Regions from separate parts of the Mus musculus genome. Here all the other regions are linked to region 1. Evidence: chromatin contacts called from public Hi-C and promoter capture Hi-C data. All regions are on one chromosome and are shown on one strand. Each heading gives the region's core, a stretch centred on a gene start, on an enhancer-like site or on the middle of the called end of the contact. The rest is flanking DNA. Distances are from core to core; before and after follow the strand shown.

Evidence for each region. Promoter capture Hi-C pulls out the DNA fragments that hold promoters and counts their contacts. A called contact is a pair of places that touch in the nucleus more often than the background predicts.
Region 2: a contact with region 1 is called in a promoter capture Hi-C map of cranial neural crest. The contact joins the promoter of Ppp1r37 here to the promoter of Pafah1b3 in region 1.
Region 3: a contact with region 1 is called in a Hi-C map of B cells, with 5 read pairs. The contact joins the promoter of Hcst here to the promoter of Pafah1b3 in region 1. A contact is called at or near these places in 1 of 39 promoter capture datasets (embryonic stem cells) and 1 of 484 Hi-C or Micro-C datasets (B cells).

What each region holds. Positions count from the first base shown.
Region 1 is chr7:25,295,539-25,300,316 of GRCm38.p6, forward strand. It overlaps Pafah1b3 (platelet-activating factor acetylhydrolase, isoform 1b, subunit 3), which reads right to left and starts at 2,448. Exons shown (of 5, transcript NM_001357350.1): 1 at 1,834-2,448; 2 at 1,548-1,637; 3 at 783-899; 4 at 583-705. The coding sequence starts at 1,914.
Region 2 is chr7:19,559,832-19,564,609 of GRCm38.p6, forward strand. Ppp1r37 (protein phosphatase 1, regulatory subunit 37) reads right to left here and starts at 2,567. Exons shown (of 13, transcript NM_199149.3): 1 at 1,980-2,567. The coding sequence starts at 2,199.
Region 3 is chr7:30,417,933-30,422,710 of GRCm38.p6, forward strand. Hcst (hematopoietic cell signal transducer) reads right to left here and starts at 1,922. Exons shown (of 4, transcript NM_011827.3): 1 at 1,772-1,922; 2 at 687-710; 3 at 156-287. The coding sequence starts at 1,814. It also overlaps a transcript of Nfkbid not described here.

The DNA.
Region 1 (4,778 bases), core at 1,198-3,697:
TTTGCAGAGTTACTCATTAAAGACATAATGCCAGTGGGCTCTTTCAGAGGTGGAAATGTCTTAGCTAGAAGCGATAAAGCTTAATTTAATGCAGGAACACCTGGCAACTTTCTGAGATTTTTTTCAACATTCAAATTACCTTGCATTCCCTTGGGCAACAGGCGAACGGTCCCTGCCACTGTTTGTAAACAAGATCTCTATGTAGCCATGGCTGTCTTCACTATATAGACCAGGCTGGCTTTGAACCTACAGAGACCTGCCTGCCTCTGCCTCTAGAGCACTGGGATTTAAGGCGTGCACCACCATCACTAGCCCATAGCCACTCTTAAAGTGTAGAAATTTTTTACCAGACACTTTGTGGGAGACCACTGTGCCAAGGTGTCCATAACTGTGTCAAGTACAGCAGGTTTGCCACTTTTTTTTTTTTAAAAAAAACATTTAAAGGCAACGTCTTGTCATATTGCCCAGAACAACCCTTAGCTCAATTATCCTCCTGCCTCAGCCCTTCAAGTGCCAGGGTTATAGGCATGTGCCACCACAACCGCTGCCCCTTTTCCTTTGCCACTCTTCCAAGGCTCTCACCAGCACAACCACCCGTGCCTGGGGCTGCAGCTTGTTCACCAGTTGTACGATGGCTTTGATGCCACCTGTCACTTGTTCTGCTGTGTGGCTATGGTTGTTGGTGCCCACCCAGACCACCACAATCTGTGGAAAGAGTGACACAAATCAATAGTAAAGAAGCAGGCAAAAAAGCGGCTAGCCCACCACCCAGGCCTCCTTACCTTGGGCCGGATGTGCTCCAGCTCCCCGTTCTCAAGCCGCCAGAGTACATGCTGTGTGCTGTCACCACCAATGCCAAAGTTAAGTGCATGCAGAGGTGAGAAGAGCTCCCGCCAGATCTGGGGTCAAGAAATGACGTAGACACTAGCCACCACCCTCTGTCCAGGCCATTATGGACATATCATTATGGATTAGCCTTACTTTATGGACAAGGTCCGGTTAAATCTCAGCTTGACCAAATCCGGAATCATGGAACTTATTACTGCTTCACTTTAACCAAAATTCACAGAAGTTACGTTCATTTTATGAAGATCCTGTCTGCTTTAAGTATACACAGAGCTAATGGCAATACAACTGAACCTCATTGTGGGGTGGGGGGGAAAGCCATTGTAGCTAAACGTCTTAGGGACTTTATTACTGATAAAGTCTTTGCAGAATACCATTACAATCAACCTTCACTTTCTGTAAAGCTATTACAACTTCGAGTAAACCCAACAGGGGCTGTGCCCCACCTTAAACAAACAATGAAAAGCCCTCACCTGACACAATCTTGAAGGAACGCCTCAATTTAACTCGACAGAGACAAACCCAACCCGACAAACTCAGGGCACACACTTCATTCTCAGCAGACATGTACATGGGGTTCTTAGATTCCTGCTACCACGGGCATTTCTGTACCCCTTATCTTGTCTTATCAGGTTCTGGGCTTGAAGTGCCAGTGAGGGTGCATGCCTGGATGAGGAAGGAGGAAACGGGTGGACCCTCACCTCACATTGGTGCATTAGCTGAACCAAGGAGTCCCCGATAAAGACTACTTCGGGTTCCTTGTCTTTGCTGTCCGCTACAAACCGATGGTGCTGCAGAGAAAGCCAGAAAGAGTCAAAGGCACGCACGCTCCAGGCCCCGCCCCACCCCGCTGCCTCAGGCGGAACAACCCCAAACAACCCAAACCAGGCTGCCCACCTAGGTGAGGAGGAGGATGTCACGAAGCAGTTCTATAGACATACACGCCCCCCAAGCCCCTAACCCTGGGGACCACGCGCGGTCACTCACCAGAGACATCCAGCGCCCGTCACCCTGCACGTCTTGCACAGGCGTGGGCTTGCTGGCCGGGTTCTCCCCTTCCCCACTCATCCTCAGCACCGCAGCCCCCTGGGGATGAGAGTGGAGTCCGCCCGGGAAAGCTCCGCGAGGACGTGGATCCGCCACGCCCACCCCTACCTCTCGGGCCAACACAATGGACCGTCCTGCCGCGCTCGCTCGCGCGTAGGGCGAAGGCCGAGCCCAGACGCCGCCTCCTTTCGCAGACTAGAAACCGTCACGTAGGAAGGAATCCTCGCTCCCCTCCCCCGATGGAGGCCGCAAAGTGGGCTCGTCTGCCGCTTCCCGCCGGGACCCCTTGCGGCCACGGGGGCCCAACGCAGGGGGGAGGGGCAGGCGAGACCAAGCGGCACTCGTGGCAGGGGAAGAGGGGGCGCAGACAAGAGAGACACAACCCAGAGTGGACGGAAAGGGGCAGGGTACCTGTAAAGCCGACAGGGACCAGGGACAATCTAGCGCCCTCCGTCCGAGGAGGAAATCATTTGCTGCAGGGCCAGAAAACTCCGGAAGAGACCACCTACGGGGGTGTGTGTGTGTGTGTGTAACCCATTCACATAGGAGAGGGAGTGGACGAGCTCATTCCTAGATCCGCGGAGGGGGTGGCTCTTAGACACCTGGGAAGGGACGCTCCCATTTCTTACTGGTGTAGGGATTTGAAAGGAAGCTAGCCAAACTGGGCGGTGGTGGCACACGCCTTTAATCCCAGCACTGGAGGGAGCCAGAGACAGGTGGATGTACTAGTTCGAGGACAGGCTGGTCAACAGAGTTCTAGGACAGCCAAGGCTACACAGAGAAACTCCCGTCTTGAAAACAAAAACAAAAAGAAGTGAAGCTGGTGGAGGCAGCACCAGAGTGGCTTTGAGGGGACTTCCCTATTTAAAACTTTCTGTTTTCTTTTGAGATGAGATTTCACTCTGTAACTTTAGCTCTCATGGAACTTGCTATAAACAGCAGGCAGGCCTTGAATTCACAGAGATCTACCTACCTCTGACTCCTGAGTGCTAAGATTAAAGCTGTGTGCCACCAGGCCAAGCCCAACACTAAGGCTTTGTTATTGTTATTTATTATTTATTTGTTATGTATATGTATATACGTGTGTGTGTGTGTGTGTGTGTGTGTGTGTGTGTGTCTTTTTTAAGGTAGGGTTTTTAAGGTAGGGTTTTTCTGTATGACAGAGCCCTCCCTGGCTGTCCTGGACTTGCTTTGTAGACCAAGCTGGCCTGTAGAGTGGTGGTATTATAGGTATGTGCCACTAGACCCAGCTTCAACATTAGTTTTTTAGTGGTATAAAATCTCAAATGCATATCTTCATGCCTCAGAGGCACCATCAGATCTATGTGAAAGAGGTGCAGAAAGATCAGAAATTGGAGATGGCTGCAAGGCCCAGCCCAGGTCCAACTTGGCATCCGTCCTGCAGATCACCTTGCACCTCCTAGGCCTCTGTTCCTCTCTCTAGATACAAAGTTCCATCATCAACTTCAGGTGGGTGGCTCTGGACTCCAAATCCCATGTCTGTAGCCAAGGCCACTTTCTATCATCTTCTTTCTTTCCCTGGCTCAAACTAAACCCCAAATCGCAGTGTTTTCTCAGATGCCCAGGGTCTCCCTCACCCCTAAATGGCCTAGTTGTTTTCTGGCAGCCCCACCTAGCGACTGAACTTTCAAACCTATCCATTCCTTCTTGTTGGCTTGATACTAAAGTAGTGAAGAGTTTTATTTATTGTGTTCACATTCTGTCTCAATCTCTTTCCCTAATCTGGACCTGGCATGAAGTTATTACTAAACAAGTGCAGTGCTTGCAGAATGATATTAGTTACATTAATGGTCAGATCCTGGCTATCTCCATCCATGTGTTGGAGAGAGAGACTCAGACATGACTGAGAAAGGCCCGGGACTCTGAGGCTTTGTGTTTCTCTAGAACAGAACTTCTTTCCTGTGTGCTTGTTTGGAGGTACGGTCTCATGTATGAGATGACTTTAAACTCACCATCCTCCAGCCTCTACCATGGTGAACAGGGCTTCCTCAACTTTTTCTACTTGAGCCCCACTTTTGCCTGAGAAAGTTTTTGGTTTTGATTTTTTTCTTTCTAAATAGGAGGTCTTACTATGTAGCTTAGGCTACCCAGAACTCATTGTGTAGACCAGACTAGCCAAATCTACCCTAGTGATGGCAATAAAGGTGTGCTCAACCATTCCAGCCCAAGAAAGCTGTGTGTGAGTGTGTGGTTGTGTGTGAATTTGAGTGTGTGTGTGTGTGTGTGTGTGTGTGTGTTTATATCTTTGTAAGATTATATGTGCATTTGAAGGCAGGTGACTGCAGAAGTCAGAACCGGGTGTCAGATCTCCTAAAGCTGGAGTCAAAGGCAACTGTGAGCGGCCCTGTGTGGATGCAAGAACTGAACTCAGTCCCTTAACCAGGGAGCTGTCTCTCCAGATGCTAGACTGAATAGTTTTTATATTACCCTGGGCTTATGGGTGTATAATATGGGTATATTTACATCTAATATTCCCTGATACTACTATAAAGAAAAGGACTTAGAACAATTCTTTTGTGCAGATATAATTTTACCATTTATTAAAAACAAAAGCACATTTGCATACTAATAAGCTAGGTGTACTTATTTTGTTTGTTTGTTTGTTTTTTCTTTGTGTAGCCCTGGCTGTCCTAGAGTTTATTCTGTAGATCAGGCTGACCTTGAACTCACAGAGAGCCACCTGCCTCTCTCTCTCTACTGAATGCTGAGATTAAAGGAATGTGCCACCACCATCTGGCAGGATAAACTTTTTATATACAGCCAAAATCTTGGAATTCCTAATATATTGTCTCTGAACAGACTCTGAGGCAGTGGTCACTGGCATGGCGTAGCATGATGCTGTGTGCACTTCAAATGACCAAAGC
Region 2 (4,778 bases), core at 1,317-3,816, 5.7 Mb before region 1:
TGTCAAGCATCAGAAGACAGCTGAGACTACACAAGTGTGGCACCATGGTAGAGTGTTTGCCTAGCAGTAAGGGAGCCCTGGACTCTATCCCCCACCCTGCATAAAATGAGTGTTAGGACATACCTATAACCCTATCATTCAGGAAAGGAAAGCAGGAAGGTCAGAAGTTCAAAGTCACCCTTAACTATACACAATCTGTGCTACATAAGACAATCGTGTTAAAAGAACAAAAACAAAAAACAAAACACCTTAAACTTAATTCAAAAATTAATAAAAGGCTCTGCCTTTTCAGAAAAACTGTGGGCCAGAAACTGTGACCAACTCTCCAGGTGCCCTGACCTCCAGGCCTCACCATCTGACCCTCACCCTGGAAGGTTCTGACTTTGGCCCCATCGAAAAAGCAAGCTCTTTCCAGGCTTCAATGCTGCCTTCATAATCATCATGGGTTTAGGAGCGCTCACTCTCACCAGGCACAGTTCATGTGTGATGTCACTCAGTCTCTGGCAGACCCTGGACCACTGCTCCTGTCAGTCACTCTGGGGGAGGGTGGCTCTGAGGCTCAGGGGAGCCAGGCAAATTCTCAGTGGTTGCAAAAGACAGCAAGTGGGAAAGTCAGAATTTGACCCAGCTAGCCTTTCTTTTCCCTCTTTTCTTTCTTTCTATAGTGAAACAGGGCTTCCCCATGCAGTTCAAGCCCCCCCTAGAATGTCTACTCTATGATCCAGCCTTAGCCTCTAAGCGCTGGGCTCACAGCTGCAGACAGCCACACCAGGTTTCTTAACCACTTCTGAATGGCCGCTCTGCTCCCCCCACCCCTTCCTGCTGCGATCTTGCCACAGTGGACAACAGGCTGCCGCCAGGGCCCAGTGGACTCTTCCTGTCCTCAGCACCAGTTCCAAGAAGTTCAGAACCCAAAACAAACCACCCAGCCCTGGCAGGCTCCCCAAGCCAAGTCTAAATTAACCTCGGTCTCTTTGATAATTACTAGTCAAACTGGCATTTATGGCGGGCTCCCAGTGTATCATTTCCTGCAACCAAGTCCCCCCCACCACACCCCCACCCGTGCCCACATACATCAAAGCTACCAGCTGCCCACTCTGCTGCCCACAGCCTGGCAGTCGTGTCTGTCTGTTCCTGGACAAGCAGGTTAGCTTCCATAGAACACGGCCAGTGGGTGACCTCACTTCACAGGCTCCACCCAAGCAAAACACAATTCAGCTCAGAAATGGGATTAGCCTGTGTCCATCTCCCCAGCAACCTTTTCCCTTTCAAAGCCATCAAAGCCAATGCACTCCTCCAAGTGCCCGTCCAGTTCCACCTCCCCACCAACAGGCCTAGATCTTAGATCTTCCCATCTCCCAACATGTAAGTCACCTTCTGTTGAGTAGGGAATACTGCCGAGTCCTTCCCCAGGTAAACCCTGGTAAAAGCGGGCTCCGCGTTCTGCTGCCGAACCTTACTGCGGAATTCCTCGCACACAGGCAAACTGGCCACCTCGTCCTCTGCTTTACTACCTGCTGCCTCTGACCCTCCTTTCCCAGTCGGAGGGTTTACAAACTTCTGTACAGTCTGGGTTTATTTCCGTCCTCGTTTCAGCCAAAAGAGCAATGGCCATAGCCGGCTACGCTTTGCCTCCTGGTTTACAGACCAGCTGCTTCGCTCTCACCATCCCGTGGACTCAGGCACTTACCTTTCCCCCAATACTATAACCAGGCTCTCTTCATCTATCCCTGAGTGTACCATGAACTCAAAGGCTGGCTGCCAGCCTCCCAAACTCCCAAACAAGGTTAGGCTTTGAAAACCCAGTCCTGTGGACCTTTCCAGCTCTCCCGCCAACCCCTCTCTGCCTCCAGCTCTAACCTAGGCACCGTTGAAATCACCAATAAGTACCATTTGCCGCGGGCCACCTCCGTGGGGGTCGGCCCTATGGCGGTCCCACCCGCCTCTAGGCTCTCCCCCGCAACCCTCGCCAAAGCTACCGTGTCTCCAGGGGTCTTTGGGCTCCACCGCTCCAGACACGATGTCCTCGTCAGATGGGAACGTGACACGCTTGGCAGCAGCCTTAAGGCGGCCATCGGCCGGGGGCGAGGTCCCGGTAGGAGACTCAGCTTCGGCGGAGGCCTCCTCGGTCTCGGCCTCCGCGTCCGCGTCGGCGTCCGCGCCCGGCCCGGGCGGAGCCTCCTGCGGCGGGATCTCCATCGCCGCCGCCTCCTCCTCCTCACGGGGGCCCCGGGGACATGCCCCGGGCCCCGGACTCGTCTCTCCGGGTCCTCCCGCCGTTCCGGGGCATGGGCTTCGCCGCTGCCTCAAGCGCCGCCTCCGTCCGCTCCGTTCGTCGTCGTCGTCGTCGTCGTCGTCGCAGTCGCCGGGAGCCCCAACGCGCCTCCGCCGAGCTCCGCGAGTACCTGCTCTTCCGCAGCCACACTTTCGCTACAAGCCGAAGGGCCCGCTGCGTACCGAGAAAAGCATAGCACCGACTCAAGCTTTTGCTCTGAAAAAAAACCGTGTCGAGGACGACAGGAAGACCGGAACAAAGAACAGTAAGCTCCGCGGAAAAAAGAAACGTGACCGGCGAATCTGCAGAGCCAAACTGCAGAACACAGAGGCGGGGCCTATGAACGCTGTCTCCCGGAGCGCCGCGCATGCGCGAGTTCTAGCCGCCCCCTCCCGCCCCCCACAAGCCAAGCTGTCAACAGTCAGGCTCCCGCACATTCGTCACAAGCCCAAGTAATTCGGGAAAGGATTCAATACAAATCCTATAACCGCGGCCTGCGAGAGGGCTGTCAGCGGCTAAAGCCGTCTGAGTTCGTAAAAATAGAAGAATCGCCTCCACAAAATTGTCCTCTGATTTCTACGCGTCTACAAGAAATGAGTAACTTAAAATATAAAATACGGATCAGATATTAATTAAAAAACCACTTGCTGGACATGGTAGTGACTCGCCTTGTGAACCGAGCCTTGGAGAGGCTGAAGGAGGAGGTTGCGAATTCGAGGCTAGGCTGGATTACAAAGGGAGCCTCAGACAAGCAGGTGCTACAGCAGGAGACCCTGGTGGGGCTAAGCCAAGTACTGGGAGCAGGATAAAGTGATGGAGGTGCTGAGAGCTGAGAGCCAAGCTGAATATCGGATGAGTACGTACAAGTGACAGAAGCGACAGAAGAGCACACTTTAGCACAATTTTCGTCAAAATTGTATCAAATGTAAATTACAATATTAGACGAGTCTGCTAGGTATTCATGAACCTGCTATAAAAACAAAACAAAACAAAAACTGGGAGCAGGAATTCCAAAGGCTCGGGATGAACCAGCTGACCAAACCTGAGCGAGCCTAAGCCACACCTCCAAGGGGTCGATTCCAAAGCTCAGGATTCATCTGGGCACTTTCGCTTTTCCTTCTCAGCTCATTAAAGCCCACTGGCACAGGGACTGAAACCACAGAACGGGATTTGAGGAGGGTCGAGCACAGCATTGCCAAGTAGAGAGCTAGGCTGGAACTGGAGGGAGGCTCCAGTGTGAACTGATAACTGAGACCACTGCTAAGGGTAGCTGCTTTCCTCTTCACAGTTGGGGGTTAGCACACTTTGGAGACTGAGAAGTACCAAAAGCCCCTATAATTAATGCAAACCTTCAGTTACATTCTGAACTCCAAAAGGCATTAAGTGGGCTTTGTTTGGGGGGGGAGGGTTGGGTTTTGTTTGGTTTTACTGGTTCTCATGTAATCCAGGCTGCCCGCTGACTTGCCATGTAGGAAAGACAGGCTTTATCTCTGGCTCCTCCTGCCTCTACACCCCCTTCCCCACACCAAATGCTGGGATTACAGACTTGGGTCACTGTGCTTAGCTAGGAACTGCTTCCAGATATCATGTACTGAAAGATTTCTAGTGACAAGGGGCTGAAACAGGGGACACAGACTCCCTCACTAGACGGCTAGAGCAAACTGAGGAAGGGTAAAACTTCAACGCTAACCACCAACCTGCAGCATTTGCTCCCGGGCACTGGCACGGCACTGGCACACAAGTGTGACCACCACCACCACTCCCAGTCCCCTCCGTGGGAAGACAAACCTGCAGGTGACTGCAGTGGACCACATCACCAAGAGGGAACCTTGAAACCTAGTGTAAGCCAAGGCCCTGTCTAGGCCTTTTCTAGTAAAAAGCCATCCTTGCCCACCTCGGGTCAATTTCTTATGCAGAGATGAATGTCAGCCATTTGGGGAGGATGCCAGGAGCAGTGCAAGCCCTATACTTTTATCTGGACGCCTCAGCTTCATTGCTTAGATAAGCCCCACAAGTTTTAGCCTGAGATAGCTACACTACTAACTTTTAAAGACTACAGCAGAGGGTGGGAAGACAGCTCAGCAACTCCGTTCCAGAGGGCCTGAATTCTGCTCTCAGCACCCATAGTTCACAAGCACCTGTAACCCTAGCTTTGCTGACTGCCTATCTTTTTCTGGTCTCCGTGTGCACCCACACTCCCATGGCACACAGACATAAACACCTCCATTTAAAAATTTTAAAACAAAGAAATGTTAAGCATGGCACCACTCTCCATGGGATACAACTAAAGAGAGAAGCAGAAAAGCTGAGTATGGTGGCCTGACCTGTAAGTAATCCAGCACTCGGGTGGCTGAGGCAGGAGGATTGTGAATTCCAAGCCTGCCTGGGCTACACAGCCGGATCCTGTCTTTTAAAAAAGGTTGGGGTGTGGTGAGAAGATGGCTCAGCCCATTAAGTGCACTGGCTGATCTTGCAGTGCACCCACAAACAATTCCCAGCACCC
Region 3 (4,778 bases), core at 672-3,171, 5.1 Mb after region 1:
GCAGGGGCTTCCTCAGGGGTTCCCCAGACACCTCCACCAGGGTTTCCCAAACACCTCCTCCAGGGCTTCCCCGGGACCGCCTTCGTGGGACCCCCTTCTTCCCTAGGGACTGCTAGGGGACCTACACTTCAGGCCCCGCCCTAGTGTTGGCTCACCTTGGGCAGGCCTGCCGTGTGGGCGCATACATACAAACACCACCCCTACAATTAGGAGTGACATGACCGCATCTGCAGCCACTAGGCCTGCCAGGAGTGGCAGAGACAGAGTCCCACATCCGGAGCAGGAACCTGAGGGGATTAGAGCCCAGACAAACAGGCAGCTGAAACTTCTGACTCTCAAAAGTTTTGATTCGTTCACAGGGAGCCCCCTTCTCATCCCCCGCCTCCCTAAAGACCCCGAGACAGAGGGTGGGGGCGTGGGGTCGGGAGCGGAGCAGTAGGGTCAGGTAGGGGGCGCATCAGCTCCCAGATTCTTTGGGATTCTTTGTGCCCTGGGCACACTGGAGAATCTGTTACAGAGAATCTCGAGGTTCTCATCACTTCAGCTGGGTGGTGAAGAGTCAAGATGGGACCTGGGAAGGGCTCTGAGATTAGGATCGTCACAAGCCAGGGGCGTGCTGTGGGACAGACTTAAGGGTTGCAGGCGCTGCTGAAGTTACAAGGGCTAAGGCTTCTTTCATTCCTCACCTGCCGATGTCTGACTTGCAGCCACTGTGGAAAAACCCAAGAAGGTGGATGGAGGTTGGAAGTACAGGGGAGCAAACCCCAACACCCAGGCTTAGGGCAGGTGGGATGCTTGAGTGTAGTGTGAATTTTGGCTTCTTAAAAAAAAAAAAAGCGAAAAACAGTTGTGTGAACATGCTTTGTTTTAATCTCAGGTCTGGGATATGGGGATGCTTAAGATTGTCCACGGTAGCTATGATTTGTCTCGTGCTCTGGCAGGGGCGTGATTCTGCCAGCTGAAGCTAATTAACTTCTGGAATTCTGGGGACTCTTGAGAGGCTGGGAAAATGCCAGAGCCCTGGAGGCTGTGGCTCCTCCCCCTGCTGTTGCTGCATTGGCTGTTTGCTGGATGGCTGGTGGTTAAATGCTTTTTGGCTACTTTACTGGGGTCTAGCACCCTTCTCCATCCCAGTCCCTTCCAACCCCCCTAACACCAGGTAAGCAAGAAAGAAGATTAGAGGGGGAAGGGGTTGTAGACCACTTTAGACAACTTCCTGCTGGTTAGGGGTGTCAAGTTCTAGGGACAAGCTCTTAGGATGTCTCTAACCAGCAATCCAGCAAAAGGGGCAACAATCGGAGCACTAGCCACTGTTGCGGCCTCTAGGGCTCTGGCCTCTTTATACCGCTCAAGAGTCCCCAGAATTCCAAAAGTAAACTATCTTCAGCTGGCAGGATCACACCCCTGCCAGAGCATGAGACAAATCATAGTCACCTGCCACGGGCAATCTTAAGCAGCCCCATATCCCAGACCTGGGATTAAAACAAAAGTGTTCACATAGCGTAACTACATTTTTAGAGAAACCAAAAATTCTCACTGTTCTTAAGACCTAACTAAACTCCACAGTGGAGAGGTAAACTGGAAGGAGAGCTCCCCCCCCCCACCCCCTCCACAGCCACCAGAAAAGGGAAATAGAAGTGACTCAGCAGGGCTTCAGAATCCCATGCCCAACCCCCAAGGACTCAGGGGCACAGGGAGACCGACTTCCTCTCTGTGCCTCTGACAGCAGATGGCAGCCTTTCTGTCCCCTCAACCCCAGCACTGGCTTCACCTGGGAGCAGAAGCAGGAACAGGAGGTAGCCTGGGGGGTCCATGCTGGGCTGGGACCTGAAGGGATCTGGCCAAAACTGTGGTCCAGGGAAGTCCTCAGAACAGTAGAGGAGAAGAGAGGCAGCTAGGACGGATGTCACCCCGATGGTGACAATGCTACCTACTTCCTGTGTGGGTGCATGTGTGTCAAGACTTCCTTTGGAGAACAAATATGGGGGAGTCAGAGCCCAGAGAAGCTTCCGTGATCATCTCGGTGGAGTGGCAAGAGGACCATGGTGTGGGCACCAGGGAGATTATGGAAATAAGCTGGAGGTAGAGCCAACAACACTTGGGGAGGAGGGGGGGTGTGTTTGAGAAAGGGGATCATGGTGACTGTCGTTCCCAGCCTGAGCGAGATTAGAAGAGTGGAGAGTGGGTTGAAAGATAGTGAGGAAGCACTGGTTAAGGAGGGAGAGAAGGGCTGCCTGTGTTTGGGCACACTGAGTTGAAAATACCTAACAGATCTTTCTGGAAATGTGAATGCCCACAGGTAGGGTTCAGAGTCTAGGGACAAGACTGGTCCTGACACGTAAATCTGAGAGGGTTGATGGTTGGAGGACACGTGTAAAGCCATAGACTGGGTGAGATTGTTAAAGAGATACACACACATGCACACTGCCAGAGAGTGCAAGGGAAGCTGAGGGCAGGGCAGAAGCAAGGGAGGGGAGACCCAACCCCCGGCAGTGTTGTAAGAGAGAAGGAGAGATTTGGTCATCACAGTTCAATGCCAAGGAAGGTCACCAAGTGGGAACTGAGAATTGTTGGTTGCCTGGTGGACTGGGAATTCCTGTTTGGCTCACACCTCTCTATCTCCAGTGCCCAGCAAAGTGTCTCCTTTATGTTAGCAGAGTTCTTTAAATGGTGAATAAGTAAGCCAGGCATGATTGCCCAAGCCTGTATGTCCAGCACTAGGGAGACAAGTGAGGAAAAAAATAAATGGCTGTGAGTTCAAGGCTAGCCTGGCTGTTTTAGCAGGTGCATGGCCAGGCCAGCTACTTGGATGTAGGAAGCCCCTGTCTCAAAAACAAAGTGTTGGTAGGGAGAAGGTTTGGGATAAAGGTACTTGACTTGTATTAGGGCCCCATAACTGTCACAAAAAGGCCGGTATCTACAGTAGGCTTCAGAGCACGTGGTCTTCCACCTCCAGGGGAGTTCACACACTTTTTTTTAAAAGGCAAATATTGGAACCAGACAGAGTGGCACACGCCCTTAATCCCAGCACTTTGGAGACAGAAGCTGGCATATTTCTGTGGATTCTAAGGCCAGCCTGGTCTACATGGTGAGTTTCAGGACAGCTAGAGCTACATAGTTTGACTCTGTCTCTGGGGGTAGGGTGGAGTTGGGGCTGAAAAACAAACAAAAGAGCCAATATTGGTAGTTGATATGGCTCCAATATCTATAACCCAACATTTGGGAAATGGAAGCAAGAGAATCAGGAGGGGTTCAAGGTTATCCTCAGTTACCTAGAGTGCTAGGCCAACCTGGGCTACATGAATCTGCCCTTCCCCTTACTCTCTCCTCTCTCTCTCTCTCTCAAATCAAAACTGAAACCAAACGGGGAGAAAAAAAGCATTATAAATGAAAGTTAACTCTAAAGAAGGGAACGGCCACGTGGAAAAGAGAGATGTAAGGCACCTATATGGCCCTTGCCTAGAGACTTCTCCAAGAGGCCATGGGGTCTACACTCACGGTCCTCTTCTCCTCGAGGACTAACAGTAATGCAGAGCCAAGTCAAGGCCTCCAGTATCCCCTTGGCCAGAGACTCAGAATTCCAGGTCCCCATGTGCCCCTCTAGGAAAAAGCAGGACCCTTAAGCACCTACTTCCAGGAAGACCAAGTAATGACACTCTTCAAGGTCAGCCCCTCCCATTCAGAGTCTAAGTTAGCTCTGCGGCTTCACCCGGGACTCCGGGGACTGTGGGCGGGGCTCCGCCTTGAACCGGGCGTGGCCAAAAGACGAATTTAAAAACTCGCGGGGGACCTGGCTTTAGATCGGGGACCCGGCGGCGGCTCCGCGGGGCAGGTAGCGAGGCTGGCGCAACGCCGAGGCCGCGGCCCTGGGGGCCCACAGTCTGCATCCAAGAATCCTCGAGGTAAGAGCTGGGGGTAAAGCGAGGAACGCGCCTTTCTGGATGCTTTGAAGGTTGGCTGGAGCGTAAAGCTGGGCCCTGAGAATTGATTCTGGACGTTGAAGAGGAGAGGCTGGGATCCTGGACTTCTGAGTCCTTGGGAGTGTTGGACATCCTTGGGAGTTGGGGTGCAAGGACTGAGAGGCCTGATACCGGGGGTTCTCTAAGAGGACGAAGTGACCCGGACTCCTTCACCCAAGGAGGGGCTGCATTGCATCCTTGAAATTGCGGTTATGGACGCAGGTTTGGGCCTCGAAGGTCGGGCGCTGGACCTCAGGAGTCCACTCTGGTAGAGAGCAGCCCCGCCCTGGGACTTCCCAGAGCACCACTGGTGCAGGGTGCCCGGGCCGAACAGGAATTCCCCGTGCGCGGGGATTCCACGGGCGCCGCGCTTCGCTGCGTGCCCCGCCTCCGAGCCAGACACCTGCGGCGCGCGCGTGCGGAGCGGAACTGGGAGGTGGAAGATTCCCTTGCGTTAGCGCCGTGACGTCAGCGCGCGGCGTCTCGTCTCGAGGGTTTCCGAGTCAGTCCTCGGCTGACTTTAACCCTTCTCGCGCTGGAGTCTGAGCTGGGAAGTCTGGGCTGGGGATTTGCTCTTCTTGGGTCGAGGGAACCGGATTTTCAGGTCTCAGAGGAGACTGAGGGTCTGTACTCTTGGGTTCTGGGTGAATGGATTGTGCCAATGGGATACAGGGGCATCTCCGGGATGGTTGGTCCCTGCTATTCCCAAGTTTGCCGAGGTGGGGGCGGGAGCTTTGCGACTCCAGATCCCTGGATCATTGAGGAACTACACCGCTACTGATTTGGTGGATCCTGGCAGAGAGGCTAGAGCAAGAGTGG